Regions from separate parts of the Hordeum vulgare genome. Here region 1 is linked to region 2. The links are chromatin contacts, called in public Hi-C maps. All regions are on one chromosome and are shown on one strand. The core of a region is the stretch at or near the end of the contact, and the rest is flanking DNA. Distances in the headings are between cores, read along the strand shown.

Evidence for each region. Hi-C and Micro-C count contacts between places; a contact is called where the count stands out from the background.
Region 1: a contact with region 2 is called in a Hi-C map of leaf, with 2.7 times the contacts expected there. The contact joins the promoter of LOC123429112 here to the enhancer-like site in region 2. A contact is called at or near these places in 2 of 6 Hi-C or Micro-C datasets (leaf and seedling).

What each region holds. Positions count from the first base shown.
Region 1 is chr1H:221,177,141-221,182,896 of MorexV3_pseudomolecules_assembly, forward strand. It overlaps LOC123429112 (F-box/kelch-repeat protein At1g55270-like), which reads left to right and starts at 1,565. Exons shown (of 2, transcript XM_045113181.1): 1 at 1,565-1,767. The coding sequence starts at 1,618.
Region 2 is chr1H:221,036,510-221,042,733 of MorexV3_pseudomolecules_assembly, forward strand. No RefSeq gene overlaps it. Among protein-coding and RNA genes, the nearest start is that of LOC123429112, 140 kb to the right of the region's middle. Within about 2 kb of position 3,987, at least 3 of the 3 cell types and tissues checked have open chromatin away from gene starts, as enhancers often do. A contact at or near this core is called in leaf and seedling, where this site is marked.

The DNA.
Region 1 (5,756 bases), core at 315-2,814, 140 kb after region 2:
AGACTTCGAAGAATGGCGGGTTACTCGATAAGAGAGTATTAGTTGTTGTGCAATGTTTGGTTGGCCATATTCCCAGAGTTCATAGACTGGATGAGAAGGAGGATCTTATGGCAGCGCATGCATGATTCGATTCACACACGAAAGCACATTGCGTCCTATGACATGCACATCATTCAACGATGCAATATGAAGTAATTATCATATCGATGATACGCCATCGGACCACACTCACCAAGTGTGTTGACGGGGTTACTCGGCTGTAGGCAAGGTGGCCATTGCGCGCGATAGTAGAGGAGAGCGCAAGTTTTGTGTCTTCTTACTCAACCTGTTGACTAAATCATTCATTCACTCACTGTTGCTCTACACATTGTGTAGGCCGTATGTGCTGTCGTGATGTACCACATGATTGAGGGACAATAATTTAGCGTACATACACTAGTTGATGAAACTAAAGGGATAATATGTGTAGGACGACATGAGCCGTTCATGAAAAACTTGTTGAACATCCGATTAATCTTGTTGAATTTCAACTATTGTTGTGCTAGACTTATTTGCTGCTATCTATGGATGATTTGTATTATTTTCTATCCAAATTTTGATGTATTTCGTCGGATTTTGATGAATTCATCTGTTTGTCTAAAGCTGACTTGAAATGTATGGAGGTAGCGATGGATCTCCTTTCGTGTTCGTGTCAAGAGACTAGTCTATAGAGAGCAAACTGATGCATGAAGAAATTTGCACCTCAACGTTGGAGATGCCCTTAGAGCACATCCAAATGTGAATATGACTTCTCGATGACCAGTCTCCATAAAGCCTTTTATTTTAAAAAGTTCAAAATTCAAAATTTCCGATTTAAAAAGTCCAAAAAATATGCAAGTATACACAGAAGTCTACAAATCATGATGAAATTTCTTAAAATGTATCTGTACAAAAAATACAAATTTTTGAGCTTCAAAGATGAATAGTCTCATGTGTTGAAAAGTTCAGATTTATCTTTTTACGTCATCCTCATTTCAATGTTTTCCTTTTAAAAATTTAGAGTTATGTACATTACGCCTATATATAATATTGTAAATATTTTGAAATGTTAAAAATATGAATGAATTATGTAAAAGAAGGCCTGCATGGAGTTCGGTCCTCAGAAGCAATTTTCGTCTAGATGTGTCGTATGCTACTCCCTCTGTCTCGGTGTATTAGACATTTTAGAAGGTGCACTGCAACCTAGGCACGCATAGATTAGGTAGGAGAAGAAAATTAAATTACAGAGGAAGCCAATCACACCATTCCTTTCTCAACTGAAAACGTGCTATTAATTAGAATACCTTTTAAAATTCAAAAAGTGTGCCGCATAAATTGCATGCATTGATCCTTCAATTAATAGATGTGGTCTAATTAATATACATGCAACTAGTACTACTCTAGTAATGTACCTTAGTGTTTTGGGATTATTTAATTTTCGTAAGATGACTAATGCATCGGAGGAAGTAAGTACGTACTGTATGTCATTGATTTTACACGAAAATTTTCTTTGTAAGTACGAATCCGTGTAAGGACTTAGATGTGTCATTTTCTTTTCTTTTTGGGTCTAACCAGAAGCAGCTGACGGGCTCCTGGTCTATGTGTTCCCCACTCCCGGCGACCGCGAGCCTCTCGTCCACCCCCGACACCGAGCCGAAAGCCGCGTGGATTCGTCCGCCCGACATGGATTCAGCCTCCAGAGCTGCCCCGCCGCCGGTCGGCGCTGGGGTCCGCGTCCGCGCGCCGCTGGTGAGGCGCCGCCTTCTCTTATACGTTTTGTTCCTCGCTCGAAGCGCGCGTTTTGATGTCAAATTTACCCGGGGAATGGTGGGTTTTTTCTTGTGCTGAAGTTGCACTTTGGGTGCAGTGACGAGGTGTTTTAGCTCAGGGATGGATGTTTGTGTTTCATACTGCAAACTGGGGTATTTTTCTGCTGATTCGGTTGTGGCTGCGGGGGCGTGGATCTGTGCTTTGGGCTTTGGACTGCGAGGTCATGTGTGGTTTTACATCATAATAGAGCTATGTGATTCCGTGGAAACAATAAGGCCCCTTTTTATATACAGGAACTCGAACATAGGAATAGGAAAAACACAGAAATTAAGATGTACAGGAATCTAAAACACAGGAATAGTCCAACACTGCCATTGGGATATCACAAATGGAAAAAAACAGAGAATTCTAGACATAAGGAGGAGAAACATGAGGTAAGACCCCATGTTTGTTTTCCTCCAAAATTCCCATGGATTGCCTCATTCCATACGAATTTCGAGGAACCTTGGTGACCATTCTTTGTTCCAAACGGCATCTTCTGATTTTTTTCTCCTTTTTTTTGGCAAACATGAGCCCTGTTGGCAAATCTCAACACTCTCTACTGCTAATTCTCGCGCTCGACAGAGGAAGACGAAGAACAGAGAGTTTGTGCTGCTGAAAACTTGCAGCTTTTCTGTTGCTTTATTCCCGAGTTTATATCTGATACTCCAAAGGAAACGGGCTCATGGCCCCCTAACTATGAGCCACCACCGATCGTGGTGCTCGTGCCATCCCACAAGCGATCAGGGGGGGCGTCGGACTCGCTCCTGACGCTAACAAACTCGAGCTAATCTTGTTGACAGACTCCACCTGAACCTACTGACGAAAACTGAATAAATCGACACTAGTTTGCACTGACGAAACTGAACTACTGCACTATTGCAGACAAGGTTTATTCAACAATCACCCCCTAAAACCTAGTCTGCCTACTTTATTTTCTTCATCCCGATCTTGTCACGTAGCTGATGAAAGCTGATGTGCCCCAAGGGCTTTGTCAGAATGTCAGCCAGTTGATCTTCAGTTCTGATGAAGTCGACAGTCATCTTCTCTTCTTCTACACACTCTCTTATGAAGTGGTAGCGCACATCAATGTGCTTACTCCTGTCATGAAACACCGGGTTCTTGCAGAGAGCTATGGCAGATTTGTTATCCACCAGAAGCAGCGGCACCTGAAGCTTTTCTCCCGTGATCTGCCACCCACACTGCCTAGCAAGCTGCTCTTGTGGCTGCAATGAACTCAGCCTCACACGATGACAGAGCGACCACCTTCTGTTTCTGTGACAGCTAGCTGACAGGGCTATCACCGAGGAAGAAGATCCCTCCCGATGTGCTCTTGCGGTCGTCAATGTCGCCCGCCATGTAACTGTCACTTTACCCGACGAGCCTGGCTCCATTGGCTCGCCGACGGGGAAAGTGACACCCCAGATCACGGGTGCCGGCCACATACTTGATGATGTGCTGAACTGCAGTCAGATGCTCGATCGTAGGAGCTTCCATGAACCGGCTCACGTACCCCACGGCGAAGGTGATGTCGGGCCGGGAATGAGTGAGGTAGCGCAGCGTCCCCATGAGGCTCCTGTACTCCGTTGCGTCAGTGGGAGCCGCCGTGCTTGTTTTGCTCAGCTTCAGACAAGCTTCCATGGGAGTCTCACGTGGGTTGCATCCTGTAAGCCCCGCCTTCTCAATGATCTTCTGGGCGTACGCGCTCTGCGCAATGGTCACACCATCAGCGTCCTGGCGTACCTCAAGGCCCAGGTAGTAGGAGAGCAATCCAAGATCGCTCATCCGAAACTTGGCTTGCATTGCTGTCTTGAAGCTGTTAATCTCCGCGGCGTCTGCGCCGGTGATCACCAGGTCATCCACATACACCCCCAGAAGAAGGAGTTCATGGCCTAACCCGTGTGCATAGACAGCGTGCTCGGAGTTGTAGCGGCGGAAGCCCATGTCGACGAGTGTAGTGTCGAGCTTGGCGTTCCAAGCGCGGGGTGCCTGGTGGAGGCTGTACAGTGCCTTGCTTAACTTCAGTACCTTGTGCTCGCGATCGACGACGACGAAACCCGGAGGCTGTTCGACGTAGACTTCCTCCTTCAGCTCAACCCGCGTGCATAGACAGCGTGCTCGGAGTTGCAGCGGCGGAAGCCCATGTCGATGAGTGTAGTGTCGAGCTTGGCGTTCCAAGCGCGGGGTGCCTGGTGGAGGCCGTACAGTGCCTTGCTTAACTTCAGTACCTTGTGCTCGCGATCGACGGCGACGAAACCCGGAGGCTGTTCGACGTAGACTTCCTCCTTCAGCTCGCCATTGAGGAAAGTCGATTTGACATCCATATGATGTATCGGCCATCCCTCGTGCGCTGCAAGTGCGAGCAGCACGCTCACTGACTCCAGGCGAGCCACTGGAGCAAACACCTCGTCGAAGTCGATTCCAGGCTTCTGCACAAAACCCTTCGCGACGAGGCGAGCTTTGTACTTCACGATCTCTCCGGCTGAGTCCCTTTTAACGCGGAACACCCATTTTACTCCAGTGGCCTTGTGTCCAGCGGGGAGATCGGTGAGCTTCCAAGTGTTGTTTTCTTCGATTGAGTTCACCTCTTCGATCATCGCCTTGCGCCAACTTGGGTCGAGCTCCGCCTCTCTGAAAGTGCTTGGTTCTTCAACAGAGGCGATCGGTAGCTTTTCATCTGGCTGGATGGGCCATAGTGCAGCCCAAGAATGTCAGACATGCGGCGGAAGCGATGAGCCACTCGAGCGTCGTCGACAGCATCCAGCTCTGGGCTCCCGGAGGGGGGGGGGGGTAACGAACTCCACCCTCACCGGAGTGGCAGCTGCAGCAGGGGTCTGCGGTGCAGCAGCCGCCGATTTCGGGCTGCTGACAGACACAACTGTGTCCGGGCTGCTGACGGGCATGGGTGTGCCCGTCCCCACCCCGGCTCCCATCGTGGCTGGCGTCCGTGGCGTCACAGGCATATGCGGGCCTGAATCTTCGCCGTTGCTGCGAGTGATCTGAACCTTGTAGGTTGGCTCATCCACCGTGAAGGAGTCTCCCATGGTCGTCGGAGTAGCATGAGCCGTGTCGGCCCAGTTCCACCTTGTAGATTCGTCGAAGACGACGTCTCTGGTGACGTGAATGCGCTTGGTTGCAGGATTGTAGGCGCGGTACGCCTTGCCGCCTTCCTCGTACCCGACGAACACCATTGGAGTGGAGCGATCATCCAGCTTGCTCTGGTGTGGTTTCACCGTCTTGACGTGGACCACGCATCCGAACGTGCACAGGAAGTGCACTGGTGGTCGATCACCGTGCCACGCCTCGTACGGGGTCATGCCAACCACGGAGCGCGTCGGTGATCTGTTTAGGATGAAGACGACAGTTGTCACCGCCTCCCCCCAAAACTCTCCTGGCATGGACGTAGCCTTCATCATGCTCCTGGCCATGGCAACTACCGTTTGGTTGCGGCGCTCCACGACGCCGTTCTGTTGTGGTGAGTACGGTGCCGTGAGCTGCCGCTGCACGCCGCAATCGGCACAATAATTGCTGAAGTCGATGGAGGTGAACTCGCTGCCGCGGTTTGTCCGCAGCGCGTGCCGCTTGCGCCCCGTTTCTGTCTCCACACGCGCCTGGAACCGCGCGATCGCAACTGCGGCCTCGTCCTTGGATCACAGCACTGGCAGCCACATGTACCTGGACATGTCGTCGACGAGGAGAAGAAAGTAGCGCCGCCCACCTGCCGTGGGTGGGGGGGCGTGGTTGGCCCGTAGATGTCGCCGTGCACCAGCTCGAGGATCTGCTCCGCTCTGTAGTTTGCTTCTGCCGGAAACGAAGTGCGTGGTCGATGGAGGGCAGCCCGCGCACCAGTCCTTGCTGGGCAAGCTTGCGGAGCGCCTGGAAGTTGAGGTGACCATACCTTGCATGCCACCTCCACGCCTCGTCCGTCG
Region 2 (6,224 bases), core at 2,737-5,236:
GACCAAAATGCTTTCATCATAAAACCCATGACCAAAATTTTGGTCACTACTTCTGCGTCTCAGCCACATATGATCTGATGTGTTGAGTTGATGTGGCATAATCCATGTGGCATCAAGGATGATGTGGCACTAATGATGACATGGAGTACACGTAGGTGTGTGACTATGTCCACATAGGATCTGACGTGGCTATGTCCATATAGTAGTTTACATGGGCCAAGCCCAATAAGTTTGGCCATTTATTTTTTCAAGCTAAAATATTTGGGCCCAATTACAGCCGAGTTATTAGTTGATCGAGCATAACTATTACTGGGACATAATTTAGAATTAACCCTTTTATTTTAGGCACATCCTCACCAAGCCAAAATTCTCATGGCAGTTGAGCACACCGCACATGTCCCATTTCCCATGTAAATCAATAACAACTCTACTCGTTTCCATTAAGAGAGCAACAAATCATATTACCACCCATCATATATACACGTTACAGCGATGTTACAAACCAGAACACGGACATTTTACAAAATAAAACTAACAATCATACAAACTACACACAATAGCAGTTCAGCTAGCACAAACTACTAGCAATTTCCCATGCGGCCAAACATGTCATCGCGATGTTACAAACCAGAACACGGACATTTTACAAAATAAAACTAACAATCATACAAACTACACACAATAGCAGTTCAGCTAGCACAAACTACTAGCAATTTCCCATGCGGCCAAACATGTCATCAGTTTAATCGGTAAGTTTCTTCCTCGAATATTATGCTTCTTGGCAACTAGTGACTGTTGCAAAACATGTGCAAATTCAAAGAGAATAAATTAGATCATTGAGCATGGAGTCAAAACACAAGGTAAAAAGATGTTTCATTCATTTGTACTCCCTCTGTTCCTAAATATAATATGTTTTGACAGTTCAATTTTGAACTCCTATAACGTCTTATACTTAGGAACAGAGGAGTAGCAAGCTTGCAAGTTCTGCTAGAACTTTTAAATACATCAAATTTCTTAATTCTTAAGCAAAGACTAACTCAAAGCTAAATATTTGTTCTTCAAAAATCACTTGATCTTATTTAAACAATAAAATTTAAACATACGACAACCAGAAAAAGGAACAAACATCCTAGCGGTGACTCTTATCAAGATATTTTAGACAACAATAAAATATTTAGCACTTCATGACAATTACACACTTGCATACAAACATTATATACTATAGTAAAAGGCATGTACCATTTACTGAACACTAAAATTTCAATAGAAGCCATGATACAAACATTGAACATTGAACATCATATACTATAGTAAAAGGGATAATTTAGCCCCAGGTATGTTACATAGGATAACATGCAAGTGCAGACAAGATAGAAGCCATATGCTTTCATGCTTGCCGAAAGTCTTTTAAGGCATAGATATCTTCAGATATAACTCCAAATTTATTCAAAGTTAACATGGTGAAGCTAAATACTAAATCCAATTATATATATAGTACAATATAGACGAAATATATGAGCTTGCACGACCGGTGAGGACACGAGAAGGTATATATGCGTGTACACCTGGCTCACATGAGCTTATATGAAAACTCATTTACAAGCTAACACAATCCATGACAAAGTCGTGTGCACTAATTAACAAGTGAATGATAACAGATCAACCACCACGGTGCAGTACAACCAAGCCTATAATGCATGGCGTGGTGCAATCAAAATTATAACATGCATTGTATATTATCTCATCAGAAGCAGCAATAATTGCAAAGGAGTAATTGTTGTTTTACTCCTGCTATGTATTTTGATCGATCGAACACACAACCAAGTTCGTATCGCATGTTTGCATGGTAGCAATTGATAAATTGGACGTGTATCATTAGGCCATATGCAATTAGGAATGTTTGTCCGTCACACGCAAAGCTTTGCTGGCCTTTTTATATCCATGTATGTATATATATATATATTGTTATGAATAAACATGTGCCCATTTATATCTAAAAGTGATTGAGATTATTCTGTCATCTAGAGTGATTTAAAAAAAGTTTTCCAGTTTGCTTTTCGATGAACTAAAATGGCATCTATTTAGAAGGCTTACTAATAACTATATAAAAAATGAACTTGTGGACTTAACATCAGCAAAACCTGTACCATTTTTTTATTCGGAAGAAGAAAAGAAATGGAATGCTTACTTTGATAAAAACTGCATGCATGACTATTAATTCTTTATTTCTTGTTCAAGCCTTTTCTAAATATAAAATGAGTTTTTTCCTAAGTGTTGTTACTGCAAGGCAGAAATTTTTGGATGCATAACACATATAAAAAAATCTATGACAAAAGATCGAGAGTTATAACGAGAATTCAGATGGAGAACTAGAACCCAAGTTAACAAATGTGATTGTTAAGAGGGTGAAAGAGTAGTTTCTGATGACCATCAGAAAGTTACACACACGCGCTAAAAGTGTTCTGGCTTTGTATATACTTGGTGAAAGTCTAGAAGTGGCGTACTCAAAATTTATTTGTCTGACGAGGAGTCTAAAAGTAAATGGAAGTGTAATCTCCCGAACCCCAGGTTCCACTAGATATGTACTAAACCAAACCGATTCTTCAACATAACCAAAAGCTCAAGTAGCAGTCATGCGATACTGGGCATATCTGTCAGCTGTGTGGTGTAATCACTACCAGGCCAGCACGTAATGAATATGTATCAATTGCTTTTCCAAATGCTTTGGTAAATCGACCAGGGCATGTTGTGTTGCAATGAACCAGTATCGTGATCCTCATACAGAAAGAAAGAAAACGGATTCTTGGCATAACAATAGTGCAAGAAAACAATCAAGAGGGCCAACGGGGAGAAGATGTGTGAATATACCTTACCGGCAATGATGAGACAACAGTCGTCCTTGGTGTTGTGCTTGGACAGCTCCTCCAGGGTCAGCGCATCCTCTTGATCTCCCTCCCTAAAAACAAAAACATGTTAAGCCATCAGCACCTAGTAGTAGTATGGAGGCCAAGCAACTCGGAAGTATGGACAACCAACACTTGTACAGTTTTATTCACATTAGTTATTCATAGAATGTGATGCAAGTGTTTATGGAAATTATAAGAACCGGGAAGGTATATACTAGCAACCTGTAGATCAAATAATAAGTGTGACAGAACTGAAACTTTTGCATAAACATGGAAAAACATTGTTTTACAACAATTTCTAAGGGACGTCTAGGATCAGTGGTTCCAAGTTACATTTTGCTTACATCTTAGATTCAAAATAGAACATCAAATTTATGCAGCAAGGAATGTAGAGGAACATAAAAATAAGTGTTAAATGGATCTATGCAGCAAGAAAATTTGCGAGAAAGGGAGGACAGAGGTACCTCGATGGAGGAGGGGAGTAAAAGTAGGACGAGAAGATTTCCATGCACTCGGCGATGGGTGGGGAATATCTGGACGGGATGCTTCACAGGCGAGGCATATCTAAATCCACTGGGCAGACGGGAAGAGGGACTCCTGATCAGGCGGGTTGTGGCGGCAACATTGAAGGAGAAACCCTAGCAGTCGATGGTGCTGCGTCTTACTGGACCTCAAAGGGAGAGGGCATGTGGTGAACAAGAGAGGGATAAATGTGACGAGCGGGAGTGGAGGTACTTACCTGAGTCGCCGGAGCCACGCCGGCTATGCGGCGGCCAAAACCCTAGCCACGAAAGACGGTCGCCCATGGCCGTTAGAAGACGCGTACGTCGGATTTGGCTGGAGAGGAGTGAGGAGCAGAACAAGGGGATCATGGATTCACGATGGTATCCGTTGGTAGATCTGGAAGAACGAAATCGACCGGATCAGGGAGCGTTCGCATGGAGAGGGAGAGGATAGCAGCAGTGACGAGCATGAGGTGAGGTAGGCAGCCGAGGCGATGCATCACACAGAGGCAGTGGTTGGAGGAGACGACAGGTAGTGGTGGCGGCGATGAGGATGCGATAGAGGAGATGACTGGGCCTCGTGGCGGCGGAGGTGAGGATAGGGGAGACGACCTGGTGTTTGTTCGGCTGCTACGTTATGCTGTGGGGTTATATCAGACTTCTTTTTTACTTGGTATGTGCCGGTGGGATAAAAAATAAAGAAAAACATGAGGGAGCTCATGGCGGGAATTGAAATCCAGATTGCTCGCCCACTCAGAGTGATAACAAAATTATACTAGTAAATCTTGCTACAACACCCAGAGTTATTAAAACTACAAAAATCCAACTTTTGGTAATTTTCACAAGCATATGCATATAGAGAGTGAAACTTCAATAATATTTATGTATTTTGATAATACAATTACTCAAATCAATTTTATTTTATACTAATATTTAATCTACTCGAAAATATGTTATGTTGATTGAATTTCAATACCAACAATACAATGTTACGATCACAAAGTAACAATGAGTCACATCTTGTCTATTAACAATGAGTCACACCTTGATTATAACAAAATTACTCAAATCAATTTTATTTTATACTAATATTTAATCTATTTGTAAATATATAATGTTCAAATGATATCATATTTTCAAAAGGGTGCATCTTGGAATGTAAAACAATGTTGTCTAAGAAAGTTTTTAATTTTTTTTGGACAAAAAATTCATTTTCCATTTTTCGAGTGGTCAAAATGAGTTTTTTGTGAAGGATGTACCATATATTTGTTGAAAAATTGGATCGAATAAATTTTATAAAATACTAGGACATATTTAATGTACAATTCGCCAAATTGTTGGGTGTGAAAAGATTTGAACCACCTCTCGTGAAAAAGATAAATTTATGTCGATTCAGCTAGAAGCGGGTCAAATTTGAACTGTAGTAGCATCATAGTTTGCTCTTTATTTTTTCCAAAAAAAAATTTAGGTACACAAATATCTATTTCATCATATAAACAAGATAATTTTCACAATATTACACCCCTAGATAAGAATTGTCATACCCGCAAACTTGGCTGCATTTTGAAACCGGCATAAAAAATTCAAAAAAATCAGAAAAATTGAAAACCTTCGCATTGTCTCATTATATGTGACCCAGTATCCAAAAAAATAACAATATTGGACTAAAATAATTGTCTTAAAAAGTGTTCTCAGAAATGAGCTATCATGTATGAAGATCCTTGACTTTCAAGGCAAATGACCACTCTTATGGCAACATTCATGCCATAGTTTGTTCAAATGATATAATATATTGCAAAATGGTGCATCTTGGAATGGAAAACAATGTTGCCTAAGAAATATTTCATTTTCTTTGGACGAAAATATCATTTTCCATTTTTCTAGTGGCCAAAATGAGTTTTTGTGAATGACCTACCATATATTTGTTGAAAAATGAAACCAATTAAATTTTGTAAAATAGTAGGACATATTTAATGTATAATTGACCAAATGGTTGGGTGTCAAAATATTTGAACCACCTCTCGTGAAAAAGACAAATTCCACTGATTCCGTTGGAAGAGGATCAAATTTGAACTACAGCTCACTCATAGTTTGCTCTTAATTTTTTTTTAAATCATTTTAGCTACACAAGTATCCATTTCCTCATATATACATGGTGTGGTGGAGAGACGTCGTGGTTTGTAAGGTGGTCGAGGGCCCCAACTCCAGAGCGCGCAGACTAGCATGCCAACCGCGTGGTCATCGCATGACCGTTGCATTGCCACACATTCTAGGTGACCTAGGCATGTCTAGTGGGTTGTTCACTCCCTCGATAGGTGTTAGGAAGAATAATATAACAGAATAATCTCACGAGGAGACTGAACTAAGCTCAACAATGAATTATCAGCCAAGTGTTTGATTAGTGGGGGGGAATGCACATGGTCAATGGCCCTAATTTTTGGATGAGGATGATGATATACTAAGTAGACTGTCTTGGCAAATTTTCAACTCAAATGGAGGAGCCTAGGTGGCACTTCCTTTGCAAAGTACCACATTGGACAGAAATATGGAACTTGAAGCTGGGCTCAAGTAAATTAATGCATTGAGGTGAAATTTGGTGGAAGATAGTAATTTGGGCATAGGAAAGCACTGTAAACATTTGATACCATTTAGACATGCTAAAGTGGTACTTACTTCACAATGCTCTTCTATATACAGAAACTTGAAAAACTTATTTAGAGCAATTGGCTAAATGAAATGAGCTGAAATTTAGTGGATCATATATGTAGAAACATTCCCTCGTAAAGTTTCAAAAATAATTAAGCAATATAAAGTA